2 separate regions of the Hordeum vulgare genome follow, and region 2 is linked to region 1. A link is a contact called in public HiChIP or PLAC-seq data. All regions are on one chromosome and are shown on one strand. The core of a region is the stretch at or near the end of the contact, and the rest is flanking DNA. Distances in the headings are between cores, read along the strand shown. Region 1 holds the start of LOC123417085. Region 2 holds the start of LOC123417671 (pentatricopeptide repeat-containing protein At3g48810-like).

Region 1 (3,149 bases), core at 335-2,834:
TTAAAAGACGCATGCCTCCATGTTTAGGATGTCGACAAAACATTTGTCACAAATCGTAACTTGTACCGAGGTGGATGAAATATCAACCTCTGGACAAATGACCTAGTAGGTCCATCGACATTCACGTTTCGTAGGTTTCAATAAGCTTGATTCACATGTGCACTTTAGCCGATACCAGTTTTGTTGTATATCCTAAAAAACCAGAAACAAAACCAACGATCATGATAGAAGTGTACCTGCGTTTGTAGTATGATGACATATGACATTATTAATTTGGTTAATGTCATTAGTCCTTAGATTATTTTTTTACGCAAAGGTATAAAAAATTTGGCACGACACGACCTGTGTAAATCGAAAGACTTGGTTTTGCAAATCGACATGACACGTGAACTAAAAAAGTTGGCCCAACACAACAGGTCAGCTCAAATAACCCATGTCATGGTCGCTTTTAAGATCTGACCTTGTTTCGTGGTGGGTCGATTGTTGACCGAACCCTTTAACGCAAGTGTCGTGTTTGATCGAAAATTCGTGCTCAGGATGGGTCATATAACTAAAAATAAAGGGTCTTAATAGCGTCCACACGTGTGGGTGTTAAGGGGTGTTACCCACACGTTTCGTATGATGTGTAAGGGAAACAGCCCACACGCGTGCATGTGGACAAAACAGCTAACGCACACACGTCCGGCCTCATGCCTCACGACCTGCATATCCGGCCTGCCACCTCATGGTATGTGATAGCCTGGCTTATTAGGGATGATAGACTACTCATATCAATAAGGAATTCCTTCTTTTTCGGGAGCCCATTCAAACAGAACTCCCAAGTTAAGCGTGTCGGCTTGGAGTATTTCTAGGATGGGTGACCGACCGGGAAGTTCATCTCGGGTGCACATAAGTGAGGACAAAATGCGCAGAAAAGACTAGTATTGATATGTGAGGTCAGTCTAGATCCCGCCAGGAGTAACGATCGCCGACGGGTGTGTCCGGGGCGTTACAAGTTTGGTATCAGAGCCGACCCTCGCGGTTACACGGATGTTTGCGGATAGGTGCGCGGTCATGTTATTCATGACGTTTGTGACCCGTCGTGGCACACGGCATGACACATGTACTGGACTGAATGCACAGACGTTTGTGCCAAGAGGGAACGCTCCCGTGGCCCGACGAGGACGTCGGTTCCTCTGAGTGGTGGTGTATGTGATAGGCTGACTTATTAGGGATGATAGACTACTCATATCAATAAGAAATTCCTTCTTTTCCGGGAGCCCATTCAAACAGAACTCTCAAGTTAAGCGTGCTCTCAGCTGCCATGTAACACTGAGAAGACATGACAAGTGACGCCCACACACCAGCCCCTTCCTACGTGACACAAAAAATATATGAAGATTAATGCAAACCACAAACGAACCTAGATCCATGTGTGTGGGGTTTACAAACACGGACGTTATCTTTTTCCAAAATAAATTATTTGCTACAAAAACCAAAGTAGATAATTATTCAGGGAGTCCTTATTAGGAACCCCGAAAAATCATTATATTCCTAAAATACCGGGTGTGCTTAAACAACCTCGCGGAGTGGGAATCCCGTGGCCGCTACGAAACCTGCACCGCAAATCCCAGGTATATCTGACCCACGCGTAGGGGCTCCCTCGGCGGCGAACGCAGGGCACCACACGAATCCCAAAGCACCCCGTAACCCTAGCCGACATGGCCGGCGGCAAGCGCCGCTACAAGCGCAACCCCACCGCCGGCGGGCCCCGTCACAGCGCCGGGGCCGGGCGCCGGCGCTCGCTCCCGGAGCTCCCTTCCTTCGTCTCCCCCACCTCCGTCGCCGCCGCCTTCGGCCCGTCCTCCTCGGGCGGGCGGGGGCGCGGCCGCGGCGCCCGCCGCGGCGCCGCGGCGGAGCCCGCCAACGCCGTACCCTTCAGCTACACCGCTGCCCTTCGCCCCTGCCCCGCCTCCGCCGGCGGGGCGACGCAGGCGCTGGAGGTGGCCATAGACACCGCCTCCTGCGCCGATCCGGCCGCATCCGCGTCGATGTACTCGTACGAAGTGGTCGGAGGGATCGGGCTTGGATTCCACGGCGACGAGGAGGAGGAGGAGGCCGGTGAGAGCGCGCCGCATCTCGGATTGGGATTCCATGATCCCATCAAAGAAGAAGAGATGGACGTTGAGGCTGAGGAATTGGAGGAGGTCTCCTTCGTGACGCCGAGGCAGGCTAAAGGCAAAGGGAGGCAGAATGGAGGCTATATCTCCATCGGGGGAGTCAGGATCTACAGCGAGGATACCTCATCACCGGAATCGGAGGGGATGGGCGACTCTGACGAGGAATCAGATTCCGATTTTGAGGTGAGAGATCATAATGCCGATGTTTATAGCGATGAGGAAGATAGTGACGATGATAAGGGCGATCCGGAGTCTGATGAGGACGGTTCTGGGTCAGACTCGGAAGAGGGTCTCAGCATTGGGGACTCGTCGGTTGATGATGAGATTGTCGCCGATTACATGGAGGGGATTGGTGGCAGCGAGGAGCTATTGAGCAGTAGGTGGTTGAATGGCATGAAATTGGTTGATTCAGATGATGATGAGATGGATACTGACGACGATGAGGATGGGTTCCTAAAGAAGGGCAAGGAAAAGCTTGAGGGCTATGCGCTAATGCGTGCATCTGAGCAGTATGGGATGAAGAGGCCCAACTCGGCTGAAAGGCGGAAGGGAAAGAGCACCAGTGGCAGGGATTGTGACAGGGGCCTGGCTAGTATACAAGTGACTGGGATGGAGGATGTGATGATGGTGAAGGATGTAAGGATGGCAAATCGGTCAGGGAAGGGGGCGAAGGCTTCATCATCATCTCAGCTCTCCAGGTCCTGGCCCGATGCGGCTGGGAAGAGCAAGAAATATCAGAGGGTCCCAGGTATAAAGCCTTCCCTGTTGTTGCTATTTTTTTTCCCCATAGTGTGAAGTAAGACTGTTAGGTTGAATTTCATGGTTAACGTGCAAAAAGAAAAGTAACTCTGCGTGCCATGCATTTAGAGTCTGTCTGCAAGTGAGAATCAGTACTCAGGGGATTGGAAATTTTGACCTTACAAATCTCATTTTATTGTTAATTATATAGTTTTAAGCTCTCTATTTCAATATAGAAGAGGAGAGGACTAG
Region 2 (3,149 bases), core at 269-2,768, 270 kb after region 1:
GGGATCGATCACGGAGGGCCTCTACATCAACCTTGCTACTCCCATGGTGATGTGTGAGTAGTTCACTACAGACCTACGGGTCCATAGTTAGTACCTAGATGTCGATTTCTCTCTATTTTCTTCTTCATTGCCATGATTATGATAGCTTCGTAATTCTCCCTGATCTGTTGATTTGGTTTGGCCAACTAGATTGATCTATCTGCAGTGAGAGAGGTGCGTTGTAGTGGGTTTAGTTTCCTACTTTGTATTGCTGCCGTGATGCCTCTCCGTGACAAAGTAGGGGACACAACACGTAATTTGTATTGCTGCTGTGAAGGAGGATGCGCCCTCCCCGACGCCTCCTGCACTACCTCAGTGGCGGCGACGATGACAAGTCACGAGGCGAGTGATAACTTGCAAGTGCACATTTGTTTAGATGTAGTCTTTAAAAAAATAAGAGTATCAACCTCACATGAGGCACATGAAGTGGTAAATTTATCATGATGAGGGTTCAAGTTAATGGCGGTCTAGAGCAAAACGAATACAAGGGTTGAAATATTGCATGAGAATAGAGACTAAAAATTCCCCTAAAATTACTAAAAACAAAAGGGCGGGAATAAAATAAAATACCTAGAAATTGGTATAAGTTTTTTGGAATCCATAAGGCGAAGGTGTTTTGAGGACTATGGATTCTCCTCTAGTATGTTTCTAACGTTACATATACTTGTTCTAGGTTTATATTTTCAATCCACTATGTTGCTTCTATAAATGGGCAGAGCCAAGTTTATGATATCATGAAGAATTTTCAAAGTCGTGAACGTATTTTACATTTATGAACAATTTTAAAAATTAAGATCTTCTTTGAAGCCCCGATCTTCTTTTTTGAATTTAAGTTTCATGAACAGTTCTCAAAGTAAAAAGTACAAAAAAAGACAAAAAAAGGAAAGACAAAAACAACATGGATCCCGGTAACGCCCGAACGATTCGGGATTTGATCATGTCAAATCGAACATTTTGATACAGTTTTGATGACGCGAGGACAAGTTTAATTGGCAAACATGAAAAATCCATGCTCAATGTTTTTTTGTCCGGAAATTGCCATGCATTTCAACTAAGCTTTTCATTTTTGCATCACCAAAATTGCCAGCCAAAACATTTGGTTTGCCATGATCAAATCCTGAAAATGTTCAGTGTTTATCATCTCCGAAAAATATCAGACCCCACGCGCCCACACATGACCGGCTGAAATCATACGCGGACTGGGGAGGGGGTGCGCGTTGGGTATCCAACGCGCATGTCGCTGAACACGGGTCTTGTACGGAAGCCTATTTCGAAAGAACCAGTTCGTGTTAGTTTGAATAAGCTGGGCTTCCAAACCATGCCCGATATTTGGCCTCTCAGGCCTGGTACAATGCAAGGTGCTTAGGGGAGGTGTTTAACGAAATAAATCAATTTTTTTAACACCGATGCTTATTTCAAGATAGACGTTTAACTAGACGTTTCTCCTGTAGAAATATGCATTCATGCTTCAGAAAATTTTGATTTATTTTTCTAAACATATTTCTAAGCACCAAACATTGTACGGAGTAGTATTGTAGGAGCCTGAAAGAATACCCATCGCTTACGCACTGCTAAAAAAAAGTCGCTTACTCAAACGGGGCCAGTACTCTGTTCGACCGTCGAAGTTTTGGCTGCGCGCCATGTGTTCGACCAAATGCCGCCTCCTGCTCAGGCGACTCCACGATCGCCATTTCTCCACCTCCCCGTCACATAACCACCGGAAGAGCAACCCGCAAGTCACCATCCGGTGGCCGGAGCGATCCAGTCCCTCTCCCGACGCCGGAGACACGGCGAGGGCCCATGAGGCCACCGTCAGGAGGCTCGCGGCGGCAGGCGACGTGGACGGCGTCCAGTACGCTCTGCAGGAGATGCGGCTGCGCGGGGTGGCGTGCCCCGAGGGAGCCCTCGTCGCCGCCATCTGCGCCTTCGCCCGCGCCGGCGCGGCCGACCGCGCGCTCAAGACGTTCTACCGCGCGCACGACCTGGGATGCGCGGCGCCCACCGTGCGGGTGTACAACCACCTGCTCGACGCGCTGCTCCGGGAGAACCTGGTCGGGGCGGTGGTGCCGGTGTACGACAACATGAGGAAGGCCGGGGTCGAGCCCAACGTGTACACCTACAACCTGCTCATGAAGGCGCTGTGCCAGAACGACCGGGTCGACGCCGCGCGCAAGATGCTCGACGAAATGGCCAGGAAGGGCTGCCAGCCAGACGCGGTGAGCCATACGACGATCGTTTCTGCGCTGTGCAAGCTGGGAAGGGTGGACGAGGCCAGGAGGGCCGTGGCAGAGACGGTGCCTGTGTGCTCCTCGTACAATGCTGTCGTTCACGCGCTCTGCAGACAATTCAGGATGCGGCAGGTGCTCTCGGTTATCGACGAGATGATTCATCGTGGACTGCACCCAGAACCTGCCACCTACACAAGCATGGTCGACGCGCTCTGCAAGGCCGGTGAGCTGAGGATGGCTTGCGCCATTTTGGCTAGGATGGTGACCGAAGGTTGTGCTCCAAATGTTCAAACATTTACTGTGTTGGTAAAAGGGTTCTTCGATGCTGGAAAGGCACATGACGCAACTGACATGTGGAATTGGATGGTGGCTGAAGGATGGGCACCAACGACAATCTCTTACAATGTTCTCATCCGTGGCCTTTGCCACACTGGTGACCTAAAGAGGGCATCATCTGTTTTCAGTGGCATGGAGCAAAACGGCTGTTTTCCTGATGTAAGGACATATTCTACTCTCATTGACGGATTCTCCAAAGCAGGGGACGTAGATGGTGCCATGTCAATATGGAATGACATGACAAATGCTGGTTTCAAGCCAAATGTTGTTGTTTATACAAATATGGTGGATGTACTTTGCAAGAAGGTGATGTTTGATCAGGCAGAGAATCTCATTGATAAGATGTCAATGGAAAATTGTCCTCCTAACACATTGACATTCAACACGTTGATCAGAAGCCTGTGTGACTGCGGAAGAGTGGGAAGAGCTCTGAGTGTGTTCCATGGTATGAGCAGATATGGATGCTCTCCGAATGACAGGACTTACAATGAGTTGCTTCATGGTCTTTTCAGGGAAGGAAACTGCGAAGACGCCCTTCGAATGCTG

Evidence for each region. HiChIP or PLAC-seq counts read pairs in DNA pulled down with a chosen protein or histone mark.
Region 2: a contact with region 1 is called in an H3K4me3 HiChIP or PLAC-seq map of embryo, with 7 times the contacts expected there. The contact joins the promoter of LOC123417671 here to the promoter of LOC123417085 in region 1. A contact is called at or near these places in 5 of 6 Hi-C or Micro-C datasets (leaf, seedling and an unstated tissue) and 1 of 1 datasets of contacts at active chromatin or transcription factors (embryo).

The regions. Positions count from the first base shown.
Region 1 is chr1H:49,643,333-49,646,481 of MorexV3_pseudomolecules_assembly, forward strand. It overlaps LOC123417085, which reads left to right and starts at 1,585. Exons shown (of 6, transcript XM_045106882.1): 1 at 1,585-2,907. The coding sequence starts at 1,701.
Region 2 is chr1H:49,913,100-49,916,248 of MorexV3_pseudomolecules_assembly, forward strand. LOC123417671 (pentatricopeptide repeat-containing protein At3g48810-like) reads left to right here and starts at 1,519. Exons shown (of 1, transcript XM_045106919.1): 1 at 1,519-3,149. The coding sequence starts at 1,680.